Linked DNA regions of Mus musculus: regions 2 and 3 are each linked to region 1. The links are chromatin contacts, called in public HiChIP or PLAC-seq and promoter capture Hi-C maps. All regions are on one chromosome and are shown on one strand. Each heading gives the region's core, a stretch centred on a gene start, on an enhancer-like site or on the middle of the called end of the contact. The rest is flanking DNA. Distances are from core to core; before and after follow the strand shown. Region 1 overlaps Got1 (glutamic-oxaloacetic transaminase 1, soluble). Region 2 overlaps Dnmbp (dynamin binding protein). Region 3 overlaps Abcc2 (ATP-binding cassette, sub-family C (CFTR/MRP), member 2).

Region 1 (4,264 bases), core at 914-3,413:
AGCGTTGAACTTTTCCTATGCCCCATCTGTGAAATGGGCATGATAGGTTATCACCAAGAATACTGAAGCGCATAGCACACTGCCTAGCATGTCACACTTGCCCACTAGTTTGTGTGATTTTATTGTTCTACTTCATTTTTAATGGGCTAATTAAGCAAAAAATATGCTAGAGTTCTATCACAGTTTTGCAGAGAAACAAAATCACTGTAGTGATGAGGACATGCAGGCCTCTGTCCCCTTCTGCTTTCACGTGTGGGGTTTTTTCCTGCAACCATGGAATCCCTGATGCATCCTAGGAGGCTGAAGGATGAGTGGTCCAGAGGCTAGAATGTGGTGGTCCCTAGGTCACGGGGTCTGGGTCACAGGGTCACAGAGCCTGTTGGTTCACTTACATGCCGGTTATCTGTACATTGTGATGGGCTCCTGTCAAATGTACTCTGAGATGAAAGGCTCACTGGAGGTTGTTGGATGCTCAGGACTGGAGCCCCAAAGCCGGTGTCGAGCACCTATCAGGGTTTCCCGATCAGGGTACTTCCCTTGTGTCTGATGGCTGCTCTCAGTTGAGAGGGGTATCTAACGTGCAAGGTCTGGCTGGGAGGTCATCCCGGCTTCAAAGCTGCCCCTCTGCTGTAGTCATATTGTCAACGTCCTGAAAATTGAACATGAATTACTGAGAAATCTTTCCAGGATCTAGTGAGTAGTTTCCTGTTGGTTGATTGCACCAGTCTGAGTTAAGGAGGAAGAAGGAAGATGGTGATCTCTGAGTGTCCACTGCTTAAGTCAGTGTCTTGCCCTCCTGTCTTCTCTACAGCCAAGCAGGTCGAGTATTTGGTCAACGAGAAGCATATCTATCTCCTGCCGAGTGGTCGGATCAACATGTGCGGCTTGACCACCAAGAACCTAGATTACGTCGCTACCTCCATCCATGAAGCCGTCACCAAAATCCAGTGAAGAAACACCTCGTAGTTCACGCCACCAAAGCAGTTCTTGTCACACCTTTCCTGCCTGCGCAAACCTAGCTGTACCTAGCTGTACACGTCCTTTATTAGAGATGACCGAGGGGAAGCAGCTGCTGTTTAGCTGACCCCCCACATGAGAAGACGTTTCTTGAAATGAGCCCCGGGGGCTCTGGGGTTAGAGCCTGTTGGAAACCAGAGTAGATTAAAGTTATTTAAGAATAAAAAGAACTTTGGCTATGAGATGTAATCACCTTGCCTTCCTCTCTAGCATTCTGCAGGAGTGATGCCCACGGAGCCTTGGGCTTCTGCGTGTTGCCTGACTGTACAAAAGTCTAGTCTCAAAGATCAAGTTGGTCTGAGGAGCCGGATGTGACTGTGGGTGTTGGCTGGGGCATTAAAACTCATCATCGCCACCCATCTCTGTCTCTCGTCACCCTGATCTCCCCGCACGGTTGTGTCCCTGGTCTGGAACATTAGTTTTTTTAAGGCAACTGTGGCCAATATTTATATCATGACATACAAATGGATTTACGTATTTGACTGAAATGAAAGTTCCACTAAACGGTATTTGCTCTTGTGATATGTGGCACATTGTGATATTTTCTTAGTCTGTTCTGTTTTATTTAAAAAATAAAACTGCTGATCAAGACAAGTGAAATGGAGTTTGTGATCCATTCATGAGTTGCCACCCACAGTTTAGAATGAAGTCTTTAGAGGGGTTCACTGATGGCAAAGGTAAAGGAAAAAACAAAATGTGTTCATGAAACTGGAAGTTCAAGTAGGATCCAGGCTGTAAGTCCATGTTGCTTTTGTAGGTTTATCGTTCAGACACCAGCCATTTTCTTAAGAAACTAGGATGATATCATTTAGAGGGATTCTAGAATACCAGCTCTTTCCGTCACCGCTGGAGCTGCTATGTCCCTAGTGTATTGAAAACATTACAGCTGCTTAAACATCACAAGTTCCAGAGTCCCTGAACTCTGGGAAAAGGGTGGGTCTGGAAAAATTGGTAGGGCTATGCCTTACTTTAAGCAACAGAGTAACCACTTTTCAAAATATTTAAGAGTAGCTTTTCAGAATTTCCCAGGACTCCCTTGAGGTATAAAAATCCCACGATTTTTAAAGATGGTCGGCTCCAGAAGTCACCAGGTCTAGCCTGGCTACCGCAGTGAAACAGTCTGCTTGCTTCCTGTTGTCTCTGACTCACCCCCTTTCCTCTGGGTGTGGTACGGAATTCTTTCCAAGCTTACCAAGACACCCTGTTCTGTTAGTAGGGCCTTTTAGTTTAAAAAAAGACCTTTGACCTTGAGCCAGAATTTGGACTGTTGCTGTCATTCTGCCGTCATTCCTCATTCCTTTCTTTGAATCAGTCTGTTGGTACTGAAACAGTCTGGCTTCCTGCCTTCGGAGAGGAACGGTGGTTATCCCTGGTCTGGCTTTCCTTTGCAAAGCCCTCCGCCCTTGCAGATCCTACCATCTGGCTGGGCTGACTCTCTGTAGGTGCCCCAGGCTGCTGGGTGTGGACGAGGTAAAGGTTATTAGACGTTAGCTTGCAGCTTGTTTCCATTTGTATCCTTTATTGAGGTTTGTTCTTTCAGCTCTAGGATGCTGCCTTCCCTGGAAGAGTTTCTTGCATTCTCCCTAGGGGTGGCTTAAGCCATCAGACTCCAGTACCTCTGATGGGGACAGACTTGGTTGTTGTGAGCAAAAGAGCATTGCTTGTTGCTCTTGCAGAGGACTGGGGTTCTGTTTCTAGCACCCACATGAAACCACAACTGCCCGGAATTCCAGATCAAGGGGATCTGACGCCCTCTTCTGGCTTCCAGGGGTACCTACATATGCTAAGGCATACACATAAATAAATCTTAAAAAACAATTTTGATCAATGTGGCCCTCCAAAATGTCCTACCCAGTAACCACCCCCCACCTTTTTTTTTTTTTTTTTTTTTTTTGAGACAGGGTCTCTCTGTGTATCCCTGACTGTCCTGGAACTCACTCTGTAAACCAGGCTGGCCTTAAACTCAGAAATCTGCCTGCCTCTGCCTCCCGTGCTGGGATTAAAGGTGTGCGCCACCACTGACTGGCTCCCCAGTAAACTCTTACTAGGGCATACTTTTCTTGTTAGGGAAAGAGAATTTTTCTTCTAGTTTTTTATTTTTAAATTTATTTTATAAAAATTTATTTATTAGAAAAATTTCTAATTTTTCTTCTAGGGGGAGTGCCAAAACTATTTAAATTAAGGAAACAACTTTAAGTCTCAATGCCAGTACCAACATGCTAAAAAAGTTTTTAGTATTTTAAAGAAAAAAAAAAAAGATGAAGTGGGACAAATTGGTTAGCGTGTCCTGTACTGTGTCTGGGGTTCTGTGGATGTTTGGGGGACACTGCAAGAGCTCTCAGATGTGGGTGCATGGTAGACTTCAGAGGTGGGCAAACAGAAAACTCCAACTTGCCAAAACTTCAATCAAGTTGTCCAAAGGCATCAGCGCCTTTGAGAGGCAGTTTTGAGAAATGAGTTAAGCAGCCTTTATTACACCACCTGCTAAGTGTAGCCCAGAGAAAACAGCCTTTAGCGTATTAAGGAAAGAATAGCCCCGATTGGGTCTCCAGAGAAGAATCCTGTATTGTTCCAGCATAACCCTCTAATGGTCTTGTTACACTGCTTGCAAGCTGCCTGGCTGGTCCGCCTTCTGGAGCCAGCTAACTGCACACGGAACCTCTGGCCCACTGCTTTCTTGTTCCTGCCTCTAGCCTTTGCGTAGGAACCACTGGAATGGGGCCATCTTGATGTTCCAGAAGGTCCGAGAAAGCCAGCAGAGTCTCAGGGGTGTAGGGTCTGGCCTCCAACATCCTGGTCTTTTCTCATGGTCACATGGGTTCAGCAGCCACTGGCCCTTCTCAGTATCCTCTTAATACCCCCTTGTCTCCACTTACATCCAGTCTTAGGTTTACTTCCCTCTTCTGCCGTTCATTCCTATAAAAATCCGACTCACCTGACTTCCCAAAGCAAAGTCTACCTGAAGTACCCGAACTTTGCTGTAACCTTACCTCAGCCTCGCACCTGCCTCAAGGGTAGTTAGTGCCCTGCAGGCAGGTGGGCCACACAGGTGAGATGTTGACACCTGTGCATTGTCTGACACGCATCTCAAATGAAACCATTTTCAAACTCCAGAATCCCATGGGCAAGCAAAGCAGCTAGTCCAGGAAAACACATTTTTATTTTATTTAAAAATTATTTACAATTTATTGAGTTTTCATAAATACTTTATTTTAAAATCTTTTTTTAAAATGTATTTTAACCTGAA
Region 2 (4,264 bases), core at 542-3,041, 430 kb before region 1:
CTGGTATTTCTCAGATCTGTATTTTCTTTCATTCTTTCTAAGCCAACAGCATCTGTTTAGGTCTCCCATCCAAGTACCAACCAAGTCCAACCCTGCTTAGCTTCCCCAGTCAGATGCGATGAAACACATTTAAGGAGATACTGCTTCAGATAATTCTGATTTTTTTTTTTTGAAATTTGTATTAGTGTTCTTTATAATATGAATGATTATCAATCTTTAGTAAAAAGGTATTTATTGACACTAGAAATGTATTTGCAACTGGTGTAAATTGTATGTTAATGTTGTGAATATAGTTATACTCAGACTTGGTGTAATTCTGATCAAGGAGCGATGTGCCTTCAAAGGCCCCTCCATGTGCCGTGCAGGCTCGGTGCCACGCAATGCCTCCCAGCGGTAGGTGTGCAGTTTGTGTGTGTGCCCTTCATCAGGGGAAGGTGTTTCCTCTGCTTATAATTTATTGAGATTTTTGTGTCACGGACAGCTGGATAGCTGTTAGCCCCTTACGGAACACTCACAGAATTTGTCCTCTAGGAAACAAGATGGCGTCACTCCGGCGGCAAACCCAAATCCTGAGCCTGATGTCGAGTCGTTACTAGCATAAATAAGAGCCCCCCAGGATTTCTGTACTCTCCGTATATTAATGTATGGTCAAATCCCGAGGGTCTAATACTTCACAATGAGGCCACATTTTCCTTCTGCTGTTGAAAGTCAAAATCTAAATAGCTGTGTCCTGAAGGAGAGTCACGTATTATAACTGTAGTCGTCAGTGTGATCATCAATAAAGACACAAAAGAACTTACCCTGGTTCAGTTTCTACTCTAGGTATAACCCTTAAGGATCTCCTAAGACATACTGCAGTTATTTAACACGTGGACATAGGTGGCCTTCAGTGACAGCTGCTGGGCACTTAGTTACCACTGTCCCTGCTTTCCCACTTTAAACCAGTATTTTCCCCCTAATTCGTGTGTGTGTATAAAATTGTTATTATTATACATAGAAAGTTTGTAAAATATAGAAAAGCAAATCCCTATAGCCCCAGCTTTGGTGCCAGCCTGTTAACTGACTATTTCTATGCTGTGGAGGAGGGGATGCGCTTAACCCCGTGGTTCCAGAGCCTTCCTCCTTGTACAGGGTTAGGCCATTAGCTCACTTTGGTCTCACCTTGGTCCTCTGGGAAGGATGGAGGAGGGTAACAGGCTGTAATTAGCTTTAGGCGTGGGGAGAAGTCTGCTGGTCCCTTGGACCAGACTGAGCCTGAAGGCGCCACAACGTACTGAGCCCCGAACCCCAAATGAATCATCACAGCTGAACTCGGAACATTTGTGGTCTGGACCCCAGTGGAGCAGGTCCCAGCCCCGGAAGCAGGGAGGCACTTATAGGATGATGTAATGTTCTTTAGCACAGGTTTAGACCCTCCTTTTTCTCCCCCTTCAGATCACAGTTTCCCCTTTCACAAAATAAATAAATGGAGTGAAGAAAATAGCTTGTTCTTTTTTTTTTTTCTTTTTCCTTTTTTTTTCTTTTTTTTTTTTAAGTAAAGGTCTCATTGTGTAACCCTGGCCTCTGGCCTGGAGCTTGCTATGAAGATCCTGCCGGCCTAGGAATTTCAAAGATCCTCCTGCCTCAGCCTCCCAAGTGCTGGAATTACAGTGTGCAGCAGCAGCAGCACACCTGTTTTCTCTTGACACTGAAATAAACCTCCACCATAATTGTTTTGTTTCCCTAATCTCTGCTTGCCCCGTGGTCTGTGCTTTGGACATGTGATCATATAAATAGCAGGAAGTGAGCTAATTCCTAAGTTAACGTTCCTAGCATCAGCATGTTCAATTCCACACAGCTGTACTTCCTCCTTATGCCCATCCCTGGATCCTGACCGGCTGGAATGTGTCCCCAGTTTGCATAACCCTTGCCACCGTCTGGAATACAGCCGACACCTTACTCAGCCCTTCAATAAATACCCAGGCACCTCACTGTGCCCCTTCAAACGAATCCATCTTATGGCCCAGACAGGAAGCCTGCAGGAGTGGGGGGATGAGAAAGTACACTTCTCTGCCTCCTTCCGATTCTCTGGCAGGGTGGGGGAGTGGAATCCCATTTGCTCCCTGACAGTGTGAGCAGAGTCTAGCACCCTGTCCACCCAGGTAGGCTCTGCCTTTGTGCCAGCCTCTGCTTGGGGGGTGGGGGTCTGGGCATGAGGGTGAGGAGGGCGTGATGTGTTTTTTCCGGAGGCAGAGTGAGGATCTGGGATGCTGACAGCTATGATGGGAGCCGACCAGGGGAGAACGCCTGGTGCTGACCTCCAGCCATGGGGTCTGGGCCCCGTGCACGCCAGGCAGGCATTGTTCTCATGCTGCTGCTGCTGTGATTCTTTCAGCACAAATGAGCCTGCCCCCGTCAGCAGAAAAAGTTGCAATGGATGTGCCGAGTTGTACCTCACTCCCCAGCCTCACACCCGTGACCTCCCTTTTCTGGTTTGTTCTCTCCTCCCATCTCTAGTAAAGTAGACACTTTGTTGCCCTTTCTGTTGTTTCTGAACAATAAGTAGTGTTCTGGATCTGGCTCTGCGCTGTCAGGTCGCTGTAGTACCTCATTGGCCAGACCTCCTATTCAAAGCACAGGGTGGGATAGTTGACTGACAGCTGCTACAAGGATGGGATAATGCTGTCCTGAGGCCAGCGCTGTGGGGAGACCTTATCTTCAATATAACTAATGTAATATACTATACCAGCAGTGAGCGGGTTAGCCATTTACATGAGCGCCTGGCTCGTGGAGTCTCCAGGATGATCACAGGTGGAAAGTAACGCTTTAGCCCTCAGTCTAATGTGGCGAAGCTCGATATTCTCGGTAAGGAACCTTATGTAAAGGTCTGTGGCCGACAGTAACTGAACTCTACCCAGCCTTCAACTCATGGCGGTCCTTCTGCCTCAGCTTCCCAAGTGCTAGGATTATAGTCACACGCAATCGTTTTTTAATGAACTAATTATGCATGTGTACTTGTGTGGCTCTTGGGGGCTCCCCTGTACCATGGTGCACTTTTGGAGGTCCAAGGACAAGCTTCAGGCGCTGGGCTTTGCCCTTCTTCCGGCTTGTTCAAGGCAGTCTCCCTGCTGCTGCATAACCTGGGCTCGACCACCTGCCAGCTCCTGGAGAATCTTTCGTCTCTGACTTCTGCCTCCCTGGTGATACGTGCTAGGGTACAGATGTGTGCACTACGGAGGTCAGTCTTTGTGTGGACTCCAGAGATTCAAAGTCAGGTCATTTCCCTAGACCCATTATCTTCTTAAAGAATCCATTTTAAAAATCAGTCCAAGAAAATGACATAGCTGGCATTTCATACATTTCTTAAACAGTTTAAATTTGTTCTGAGTTTAAATTGAAATCTTTTGCACATAATTTATTTGTTGATGAAACTGGTCGTTCATCCTAAGATTTCCTACAGTATGGGTTTTTGTTTTTGTTTTTGTTTTTTCTTTTTAAAGTTCAGTTGGCACAATTTCATTCTTGTTTCTAAAGTGAGTTAGCTTAATTGAATGGCTACTGCAGAAGGTTCCAAAATCACGGGCCCATATAGTTTGCTCTTTCCTGAGGTAGTTTCTGAGGAGCTTTCTAGAGTGTTCCAGGTGTCAGGGAGTGACATTATCACACTGTGTGGCAGCCAATACATTGTGCCTTGAAAGCATTTTGTGACTAACTATCTGGCAAGGCAGTTTCCAGGTTCCTTGGAGCTGTAGCGAGGATGGAGGCCTCTGGTTTTCTTCTTCAGGGGCAGTATGTTGCTTTAAGGACCCCCTGAGCTCAGTGCCAGGACCTCTTCAGGACGTTATTATCTGACAGTGTAGATCTGTTCCCAGAAAGCATCGGAGGAGCCCGAGAGGGTTGGGTAGAGGAAAGTGAGTTTGCTTGGGGACCAGACTCTGCAGGGACCTGCTCTGGTCCTGGGGACTTGAGCAGCTCGCAGGACTATGCGTCATGCTGCTCATAAGGAAGGTTCTGAATGCATGGCTCTCGGTAGCACAGGTTTTTACTGCCAGTGTCTAGATGCAGTAATTCCAGTATCTGCATCACTGTGGGCACGGAGAGATCAGCTTCTCTCTCTCTCTCTCTCTCTCTCTCTCTCTCTCTCTCTCTCTCTCCTCCCTCTCTCTCTCCTCTCTCTCTCCTTCCTTCCTTCCTTCCTTCCTTCCTTCCTTCCTTCCTTCCGGGAGGGGTGGGGTGTGTGTTACATTTGTCCGTCCATCACCTGATGGCTCTGTAGGATAACAAG
Region 3 (4,264 bases), core at 613-3,112, 310 kb before region 1:
TCCCATTACAGATGGTTGTGAGCCACCATGTGGTTGCTGGGATTTGAACTCAGGACCTCTGAAAGAGCAGTCAGTGTTCTTAGCTGCCGAGCCATCTCTCCAGCCCCTGGTCCTTTTACTTTTATTGCATAATTTTGTAGATGTGAGGTTTTCAGACACACACACATCTACAACAGAAATGCCTATACTGTGAAGGAAGCCATCTCTAGTCAACGGTTTAAATAACCTGGTATGCGTGTACGAATCACCTTGACAGCTCATTAAAACTTCAGAGCCTTAGGTTCTTTCCCCAGAGTCTGATTGTATAAGACTGGAGTGAGGCAGAACATCTACAGTTCACAGTCGAATCAGATGTCTCTAAGAGCCAAATAAGGAAACCGCACTAAGGCCTGCGTTTGGGGTCGCGAGTTTTCTCCATTACACTTCCACTCACCTTGATGGTGATATGCCCATGGACATTCTCCATTTCTCCCAGCATGGCTGATATCAAAGAGGACTTCCCAGAGCCTACAGTGCCCACCACAGCCACCAGTTGGCCTGGTTTTATGTCCAGGTTCACACTGAAAGAGAGAAATGTTTTTGAAGGATGTGGGTGGGTGGGGGGCAGTCGTTCAAGGCATTTCTCTGACTCTTTATGAAATCTCATTTTAGATAACTTTCCCATCAAGACTAGAGACTTCGCCGTGAGTGTATGAGACCCTCAAGTGCATCTTTATTATTGCTAAGTTCCAAGACACTGAAGGATGCGTTCCTTTTATCAGACTCATCAAAGAAGTTCCTACTCAAGGGGCAATTGCAACTGTACATGTTTCCCTAGAGGGGAAAAGTTCTCATTTGAACATTTGAACGGCATCCTCTCAGGAGCCTCGACACCTGATTTGGTTCAGGTCTCGACTCCGATACTGTGGGGTCGGGCAGTTCTGACAGGTCACTTTCTTTGGACCAAGGTTTTGCTTTTAAAGTAGCAAAGTTGGATTTTTGCTTCTACACTAAACTCGTTATTTAATGCTTCTCAAATGTATTTGTTCTATGATCTTGCTGAAAGCAAATTCCCTTCCCTAACCCTAACCCTGAAGATCAGACCTCTGTGGCTGGGGACAGGTGTGGCTGGGGACACTGAGTTAGAATCCCAGGGACTCTTTGTGCCTGCTTAACTATTTGAGTTCAGAATGCACTTGGAACATCGGAAAGCTGTCACATAGTCTTTCCCAACCTGCTCTGGACGGCAGCAGTGAAGTGGGAACTGTGTCTGGTTTCCTCTCTACAAAGGAAAGCTTTTGGCTGGGAGGGCTAGAGCAGTGCCTTTTGCTCTGACTGACCCTGGTGCTGACCCTAGAGTGCACTCGAAGGCTACAGGAATAGGAGAGAGGGTAGGAAGTCATGGAGTTCGTTACTTGGGACGAAACAACACACAGTTTCTGAATTGGAAGGCACCCATAGCTGGAGTGAATGGTGGTTCTGGAGTCCAAAATGGGGTGGGCTTAACTGGTTCTCTATATACAACAGCACGCAAGAATGAGTTGGTTATAGTAGTGAACAGGAGTAGTCTACAGTAGCTTAGCCCAGACGGGACTCAAAGTAAGGATCCCTTTGCATGAGCCTCCTGGCTTCAGAGACGGCAGGTGTGTACAGCCACACCCACGTCTGACATCTACAGCAATGGTTCCCATTGCCTAGACTGGGGAGAAAAGCCAGATTCTAAAGTTCACGAAGTGCGTGCACTTTCTCCACCTAGTATCTGGAGGAACAAAGGTCTTCATGGATTTTTTTTTTTTTTTAACTGAAGACACGTGTACGAAAGCCGATAGAAGACAGAGTCATGGGGAAAGGCGAGGGACCTTTACTCTCGGCTCACCCCTCCAGGGCAGAGCCTAAACTAGTATCCAGGTGAGTACAACATACAGTCTTTTCTGGTGTTCCACTGAATAGAGTCTTCTGAGAACAGGGTAGGATCCTGAGGAAGAGCTGGAAAGCAAGGGGATCGAACTCACTCTTGGATTGTGGCTTCCAAGTCCCGGTCCCAAGTAAAAGAGGCTTCTGAGAACTGCACAGCTTTATCTATTGAGAGGAGGGGAAAAGCCTTCTCTTTTAGTGACATGCCGGTACTGGAGTGACTGTCCGTCTTTCCTTAGCCCATGTGTCTCTGATTCATCTATCAGCCCCCGCAATCACCTCTGTTAGGTGCTGAGCTTATTATACTAGCAGGAGGCAATGAACCTAAACTTGGAAACTCAAATTCTTTGGACCTCTAGATGCCCTGGCCATCCCAACCCCAGCCCCAATACCCCCACATCTCCACCCCCACCCTTCCCCCAGCCCTCTGTTACCTAATCTTCCACGTGAGTTCTATATCCTTATTTGAGCCCTCCGTGTTTTGGACTCCAGGGCCACTGCTCTGGCAATGGATGCCTTACAATTCAGAACCCTCATGTTCTGTTATCCCAAGTTACCTTCCCCATCCCCACACTTGGCTCTAGTCTGAGTTCTGTTTCCTGGGTCCCTTGCAGGACTCCCTGCTTATCTCCAAATAGCTGTTTTGCTTAGAAATCTGGCTAAGTACTTATCTTTAAGTGAGAACATAGTTTGTACTGTTTATTATACAAGACAAATCAATTCAGAATGGATCTCCTAGCTCTTCCTTTTCATTGGTTGCTGTGCTTAAGCCCTGCCTATAAGTAGTCTGCTTCTAGCACTGTGAATAATTTGTGGAAATAACTTCCAAATTTGTTTACCAAAATGGCAGACATGGCGAATGGCAGACAAGTCCAGATCATCGCTTCCCAGGTACTGCTCCAGCCGGTCTACAGAGACGCTGGCCTAGAGAAGGTCACAGAAAACAGTGAGGAATAAGAAAATTTGGTAACATAGCCAACACAAATCGGACTCCATGTTTTGTGTAGTTGCTTTGGTTTGATTTGGTTTTTCATGAAACTGGGTGGGAAGGGAGATGGGAGAGAATCTGGAAGGAGTTGGGGGAGGGGAAAATATACTCAAGTTCTATTATATGAAAAATTCAAATAAATAAAACATCACTTAATAAAGAGTTGCCCTTATGGAAATAAAACTAAGGGGAAGAAAGGATTTTTGACTTTGTCATTAGCCATGACTTTGCCACAATTGGAACCTCCTGACCACTACCACAGACTCAACTGTACCTTAGCCCTGCAAGCAATCCCACACCTTAGACAGAGTATATAAAGACAGTATATCAGCTTTCAGAGACTCAGGTAATTTAACTCTCTTGCAATTTCTCTTTAAACTTTGGACTTATTTCCAGAAACGTTCTACCACCTTCTTCTGTGACAGAGCCCTAACTTATACCTCCTTCTGGTACTGGAACCTCAGTCTTGGCCCTATTCGATGGAGTCTATGTCTCGATGAAGCATCCAAATGAATGCGAGCCGGCACCAAAGCCCAGTGTTCTGCTCTTGTCACCAGTGTCCCATCTGTACGTCGGGCTTCCTCTTGAGGTCTAGTCCCTGGTAACTAGGTACTCAGTGACTATGGTAAGGCTTCAGAATATAAGACAGTGCTTCAGGCTCATGCAAGCTTTATGAACTCAGCCTGAGGCTCTCAAACTTATTACCACATAGATTCATTCAAAGCCAGAGTCCTTTCTCTTCTTGCGCCATATTTACTCAACGCTATGTCAATATCTCCTTCTCTTTAGATAAACAGGTGATAAACTAGTCTAGGAAAGTGGCTCTGAGCAGGTGGCAGGTGTAATATTAATGGTCTCACTGAATGTCTCTGTAAGATCATCTCCTGTGAAGTGAATGAGGTCAGGATGAAGATCTGCCTTTTAGCCAGAGAGACAAATAAACTGGGGCTCAGAGAGCTTAGGATTTCACTAAGATCTAACCATGTTTCCGGAAACCCAGTCGGACTTTTAACACTCACCAGCTGATGCTAGACATGAGATACAGTAAACTGGTAATCTGCACTGTAAGGCCATTGAGCAGTCAGCAGGGGCGTTCCCATGTACCTGGATGACTGAAGAGATCACCATGGGAAGCATGGCCAGAGGAAAGCGCAGGATATTGAAGAGGGTGATGGAGGTGAAAGCCTTCTCCGCGTTCAAAACATTTTGACTATCCACCAGGACGTAAACAGAAAATGTGATCACGGACACCTAGGAAGAGCAAGGTTATAAGAAACTCACTAATGGTCCAAACACCTTTTGCAACAATTTCAGGAACACTGTCTATCAGAGCTGAAGGAATGCTAGGGGCTATCCCAATCTCTTCCGATTACCCGTAAGAAG

Evidence for each region. HiChIP or PLAC-seq counts read pairs in DNA pulled down with a chosen protein or histone mark. Capture Hi-C pulls out chosen DNA fragments and counts their contacts.
Region 2: an HNF4G HiChIP or PLAC-seq map of pancreatic cancer cells shows a contact between it and region 1. The contact joins two enhancer-like sites. A contact is called at or near these places in 1 of 484 Hi-C or Micro-C datasets (pre-B cells) and 2 of 115 datasets of contacts at active chromatin or transcription factors (embryonic stem cells and pancreatic cancer cells).
Region 3: a contact with region 1 is called in a promoter capture Hi-C map of liver. The contact joins two enhancer-like sites. A contact is called at or near these places in 2 of 115 datasets of contacts at active chromatin or transcription factors (both in embryonic stem cells) and 1 of 9 other capture datasets (liver).

The regions. Positions count from the first base shown.
Region 1 is chr19:43,497,105-43,501,368 of GRCm38.p6, reverse strand. Got1 (glutamic-oxaloacetic transaminase 1, soluble) reads left to right here. Exons shown (of 9, transcript NM_010324.2): 9 at 812-1,617. The coding sequence ends at 951. It overlaps Cnnm1 (cyclin M1), which reads right to left. Exons shown (of 12, transcript NM_001373992.1): 12 at 4,159-4,264. Among named protein-coding and RNA genes, the nearest start is that of Got1, 25 kb to the left of the region's middle. Within about 2 kb of position 2,163, at least 88 of the 459 cell types and tissues checked have an H3K27ac peak or open chromatin away from gene starts, as enhancers often do. A contact at or near this core is called in liver and pancreatic cancer cells, where this site is marked.
Region 2 is chr19:43,928,203-43,932,466 of GRCm38.p6, reverse strand. The region is part of intron 1 of Dnmbp (dynamin binding protein); the gene reads left to right. Among named protein-coding and RNA genes, the nearest start is that of Gm50217, 9.5 kb to the right of the region's middle. Within about 2 kb of position 1,791, at least 46 of the 459 cell types and tissues checked have an H3K27ac peak or open chromatin away from gene starts, as enhancers often do. A contact at or near this core is called in pancreatic cancer cells, where this site is marked.
Region 3 is chr19:43,810,984-43,815,247 of GRCm38.p6, reverse strand. Abcc2 (ATP-binding cassette, sub-family C (CFTR/MRP), member 2) reads right to left here. Exons shown (of 32, transcript NM_013806.2): 13 at 3,986-4,132; 14 at 2,733-2,817; 15 at 1,992-2,058; 16 at 434-560. Among named protein-coding and RNA genes, the nearest start is that of Gm10768, 26 kb to the left of the region's middle. Within about 2 kb of position 1,862, at least 13 of the 459 cell types and tissues checked have an H3K27ac peak or open chromatin away from gene starts, as enhancers often do. A contact at or near this core is called in liver, where this site is marked.